Linked DNA regions of Sus scrofa: region 2 is linked to region 1. Evidence: chromatin contacts called from public Hi-C data. All regions are on one chromosome and are shown on one strand. Each heading gives the region's core, a stretch centred on a gene start, on an enhancer-like site or on the middle of the called end of the contact. The rest is flanking DNA. Distances are from core to core; before and after follow the strand shown. Region 1 overlaps LOC110261617 (a long non-coding RNA gene). Region 2 holds the start of DSEL (dermatan-sulfate epimerase-like protein).

Region 1 (2,722 bases), core at 73-2,572:
GGGCCCAAAAGTAAGTACCAGCCAAATGCTGAGTTCAGCCCACTGGCTGCTTCAGGTCCTTCACTCCCACACAGATAGAATCACTGTGGGGCTGGACAGAGGCTGCACTCCATGCGGGTCTCAACCACACTCATCTGCACACAAACATCAGAGGGAACATCCCCCACTCCCTCTCTACAGGCTGCAGGGGCTACCCCAGGGATGGGGAGGGGGCATTTGGAGGATCTACATGCTGTACAGGGCCTGCATTTTCCTGGGTGAAATCTGAAACTGGCCACTGTACATGGAGGGAAGGAGAGACTGAAAAGGCCCATCACTCCAGATTGGTAGGTGGCAGGGTTTTTTTTGTTTTTTTTTGCTTTTTAGGGCCACACCTGAAGCATATGGAAGTTCTTAGGCTAGGGGTCAAATCAGAGCTGCAGCTGCCAGCCCACACCACAGCCACAGCAACATGGGATCCATCCAAGCCGCGTCTGTGACCTATAACACAGATCATAGCAACGCCAGATCCTTAACCCACTGAGTAAGGCCAGGGATAGAAACCACATCCTCATGGATACTCGTACTTGAAACAGTTGCTAACAGAGGAATTGTAGGTGGAAAGTACATCCCAAGGATGGGGCTGGGGAGGGTCAAGAACTGAGTAAAATGTTTTGGTCCAGCTTGTGGGTCTGCCAATGGTCACATATTCCCCTCACAGTGAGGTACTGGATACGCTGCTGAGTAGTTGTGTTGTTGGAGATCCTGACACCCAAACTCTTGTAAATATCTTCTCTTCTGGGAATAACATCAATCATGGTTATCATCATTGTTTTGCAAAGTGACAGAAACAAGAGGAGATTTGGGCATGTGTTACAAAAATATATGTATATAAATATGCATCAATGGGTCCTCTTAGTAAAAGCTTGCCTCTTTATTTAAAACACTGTGATTAAATCAAATATCAAGGGTTTTAAGAATGGACCATTGGGTATTTCTAAAAATAAAGTCCATTCTAGATGTTTTAACTGATAATTCAAACTCTTCTTTGCCTTTTTGGTAGAAGATGGCAGGCTATGTATAATTTTTTCCTAGGCTACTGAGACAAAAGCAGTTTCTCTTGATTCATGATGTTTTAATTCTATGACCTATGAGGGTACCTGAGCTATCCAGAAAACTGTTGATGTATCTGTGCATGCATGATATCTCATTGTTAATATCAAAGAGCGGTTACCCCTTTGTTGGTGGGAATGTGGTATATGCCCTGGAAACTAAGAGGATAAAGGTCACATGGTAGTTCTGCAGTAGTGTGTCATGGCCCCAGAGAAACACCAGGGTGGCTGCTTGCCCAGGAGAAGCCATGGAAGATATGCAAAACCAAACATCTCAGGTTGACTCAGTCCTGCATCATCTTACTATGAAACTTTTCACTATTACTGGAATGATGAAAGAGAAACATTTCTTCAATGTGAAAAGGTCAGTTTTCCTTCCCTTTCTCACATACATGTAAACATGAACACGATGTGAACACAATGCCTCTTTCTCTCTCTCTCACTCACCAAAGCTCTCAAAGTGAATGATATTTAGGGTAAGGAATTACTAACAGATAATTTTTGGGAATTGTTACTCATCAAGAATTGTTTATAGAAGAGATTTGAAGGTTATATGAGCATAGTTTAATACTGAGGAATTTACAAGAGGATTTTAAAAAAATTATCCTTAATGGTATAGGGCTCAGCCACCTTTATAGAAAAGTCTTATAGAAAGACAGGATAATTTTCAGTCTACTAAGAATACAGACTTTCATTACTGAATCCCTTTGAAAATTTTCACTGCCCCTCCTGTCTTTACAGGAAAAAAAAAGCAAAACAAGGAAAAATGATTTTTATGTGTTTTCCAGAATTTTAGAGTAGATTCTTCCATAACTGAGATCATTCCCTGGTGGTATTTCCATTCAGAAAAACCACAAACATTTTTATGTCTTTTTCCTTGTATGAATTTTAGTGGAAAACAGAGTCAAAATAAAAAGCTCACATGTAAGCTATTTTGAGATTGCCATGAGCTCAATTTCATGATGTTTTGAGTAAGTCCTCGAAACTTCTCTTTGAATTTGGCCTAAAAGACACTAACATTTAATTGATTATTAATAACTTCTAGGGAGAGGGGTGTAGGAAGAAATCCCTTGCCCACCAGGTACATTACAACTCACATAACATCACACAACCACACATGTCTGCCCATCCATATGTGGCTCTTGAATGAGGAGGTAAGAGGCCTGTGTTATGGAATGTGGAGGAGAAGGTAAAAGGGCTGTCTGGCTCCTGTCACACCATCCTTCCTCCTCTTTCAGGGTTTCCTGTACCACCCCCACTTCTGTCTGAGGTAGTGATTGCCTTGTGACTTTTTCATGTCCCACAGAACCATTCTATTCTCAGGATTTTCCATACTCAAACTCCTGCAATCAGCTTTCCCACTGTAGCCACAGTTGGTTTGGTGGCTAAAGACATCCATATTTTGTATCCTAAATGTGTAAAAACTCACAATCAAAACCATTTACATACTGAATGCTTACTACTAATTTTCACACATTTTCATGCTGCGTACCAAGAATTGTTTCATTTGGAAGTATAAAATACAACCTTTGGTGCCCTTCTCAGAAAGTTAACCCAAGCGCAGCAGTTAACACCTTGGTCAGATAGAACCAAGACTGCAATGGTAGCTGGTTGACACAACATCCCACATA
Region 2 (2,722 bases), core at 87-2,586, 70 kb after region 1:
AACAGGATAAGCATAGTTATGAAAGCACCAAAACAAAAGCCAGTTTGGCTATTTGGACTGGAGGAGGGTCCCCAAGGAGATAAAAGAGAAGACCGATGAGGAGATAGAGGCCACATTTCACCTCCCAGGTGAATTATTTTGAAATTTATTCTGCCAGCAACATCTACTGCTTGGTTTTACCACTAAGTGATCTAAGGCACTCACTTTTTAATAGGCACATCTGTTCATTTTACCAAAATGGGATGGAATAGGAGGAAACTGAAGGTGTCATCAATTCCCAACTGGGGAGGGGTTGTTCATTTGAAACAATTGATATTTCACAGTTTTCCTATTATTACTAAGTTATCTGTGATGGTAGAGGGCAAACCTTAGGTTGACTCCTGCTGAAATGTAATCTCAGATGTCTGAGAAGTTCCCTATGTCCGGTAACATAGGAGTCACCGCTGCTCTACGAGTACCAAAGTCTGGAATTGCACACACATATGATGGTACCTGAGCCACACTTTCTTCGATGCCTGTGGGTCTTAATTCCAGGTTCCATTTCTTTAATAAGAAAGAGATTCCTTTCATCTGTTTGTCCCATATTTTCCATATTTATACCGCTGGAGAACTTATTTCAATCAATAAAGGTGATTAGTCTTTTTTGTTTTCCTCTGATTTTTAGTATCTGTGCTCTGGAGGTCAGTGTCATATTAATCTGGTACATTGATTTTGCATTTCTAAATGACACCAACCTCAGCCAGGCTGACTCACATTCATTCACTGCTCAGTCGTTCCTAAAGGGTGCTTCCCGATATCCCACAGCGTCATCCTGCCCGGCCCGCTTCTCCCAACAGTTCTAATCCTACCCAGAACATTCTCTCATCTCCCTCTCCCTCCGAGCCCTGTTTGATCGTCCTTTCCTTACAACCAAAGGGGAAATATCAGCAGAGACCTCCCGCCAGCCGGGAGAAGTCTTCAGACACTCACACTCTCAAATTTCCGCCCGCTCGGGCCCCGCTCGTCCCATACCGCAAGGCAGCCACTGCAGCCGGGAACACGCAAGCTTAAGAGACTCCTCCGGTTCGGATCTCGGGGGCGGGGGGGCCGCTGGCCCCACCCCCCTGCCCCGCCTCTCTCCAGCCCCGCCCCACAACCTGCACCCCAGATCTCCTGCTCTCGCTCTCCCGGAGGCCCGAGGCCCTGAGGCCACGCCCCATCTTTTCCCGCCCCGCCCACAGCCCGACTCGCGGTCCCTCGCCCTCCCAGGCCCAGAGGCCCCGCCCCTGCCCCGCCCTCGTTTCGTTCCCGCCCCGCCCCCTGCCCGCGTCGCCGTCTCTCGCCCTCTCCGGGCCGCGCCGCCGGAGCTGGCACTGAGGAGCGGCGGCCGCGGCGGCATTGGGACCTGGGGACGCCAGCGCTCCGCTGGACACTGCGTCCCCCGAGAGCGCCCACGGCGCGCGCATCTGCCTTCTGCGGTCCGGGGCTGCCCGGGGGCGTCCGGCGTTTCCCGAGAGCGGGCGTGTCCAGTGCCGGGCGGGAGACGAGCGCGGGGCCACAGCCTGTTGGAGCGCTGGGGGTGCCGGGCAGGGGGCGCGGGGAGCCCTGCCGGGGACCAAGCGGCCCGTTTCCTTGTGCAGAGCAGTTTTCTCGAACTCTCCGCCTCCGTCTCGTTGGGGCCCACCGCTGCCGGGAGACCCCATCCAGACCTACCAAGGTAAGCAGACTCGGCCATTTAGGGGTCTCTTGTCCCCAATCCACAGCCGGAGGTCGGGGATGGGGAGCGGGGGATAGAGTTGGCCTGTTCGTAGGAAGCGAATAAAAAAAAATGCAACAGGCAGGCAGGGCGGATCAGGAAACTCCTAGCGTTAATGTTTCCCACAGAGAGGAGACTTGTCCAAGACTGAAACTTGCTTAGGTTCTTCAGAAGCCAAGACGGGCAGCTGCGAAGCCGCTCCTTAAGTCTGGGTCTGAGCTCCCTCTGGTGGCTTCTTGTAAGGATGTAAAACGAGGCACAGGCGAGAGAGATTGGAGCAGAGCTCCCACACGTTGTCATGACTTCTCCTTGGAGAAAAGTGCCTGTTCTTGGTAGTTCCCCTTGCAAAGACACCTTCTGATCCCTTGAAACCTAAACCCTCGAACTGAATCAAAATGGTCCTTTCAACTTTCGCTTTTTGTCTCTGAGTCCTTCATGATCCAAACAAGAATGACAGCAGGACTCACCTTGTATTAACTGCACTTGAATTAAAAACATTTTACAAGACTAAAAGCAAGCCACACAGTTAAATACTCCGGGGTAAGTTCTGTCTTGTAGCGCTTGTCTTCTGCCACTATTCATTGTTATCCTAATGTGTGCATTGAAAAGTATAAGAAGAAAAAAGAATCATTTGGTCAAACTTAGATTGTACTTAATAACAGATTTTATTGTGATTCTAAAATTTCTATGAAGGGATGGTAGAGCATTTAAATCTTCCGTTTTTGTCCATTCCCAGCCTACCAGTAGCTTCAGAGAATTTGTTTTGTTTTTCCTCCAGAAAAAGAGTGTCATGAAAAAGGAGCAGAAAGGAGACCTCACTGTTGGTGAAAGGGGAGTTTTCTTTCCCAGTTGGTGGTTACTTCATGATTGGAAGAGAAGTACCTAGGTGGCTGAAGAGATGAGATTTTCCTAGTCATACTGATGAAGCTGATAAACGAAGACAGGAAAATGCTTTCTCTGGGTCATAATGGGCTGATGAGTAAGTAA

Evidence for each region. A called contact is a pair of places that touch in the nucleus more often than the background predicts.
Region 2: a contact with region 1 is called in a Hi-C map of embryonic fibroblasts, with 1.8 times the contacts expected there. The contact joins the promoter of DSEL here to the enhancer-like site in region 1. A contact is called at or near these places in 5 of 47 Hi-C or Micro-C datasets (adipocytes, embryonic fibroblasts and fibroblasts).

What each region holds. Positions count from the first base shown.
Region 1 is chr1:154,847,754-154,850,475 of Sscrofa11.1, forward strand. The region is part of intron 2 of LOC110261617 (a long non-coding RNA gene); the gene reads right to left. Among named protein-coding and RNA genes, the nearest start is that of DSEL, 70 kb to the right of the region's middle. Within about 2 kb of position 1,323, at least 3 of the 83 cell types and tissues checked have an H3K27ac peak or open chromatin away from gene starts, as enhancers often do. A contact at or near this core is called in embryonic fibroblasts, where this site is marked.
Region 2 is chr1:154,917,996-154,920,717 of Sscrofa11.1, forward strand. It overlaps DSEL (dermatan-sulfate epimerase-like protein), which reads left to right and starts at 1,337. Exons shown (of 3, transcript XM_021099387.1): 1 at 1,337-1,696; 2 at 2,514-2,722. It overlaps LOC110261617 (a long non-coding RNA gene), which reads right to left and starts at 1,076. Exons shown (of 3, transcript XR_002345981.1): 1 at 970-1,076.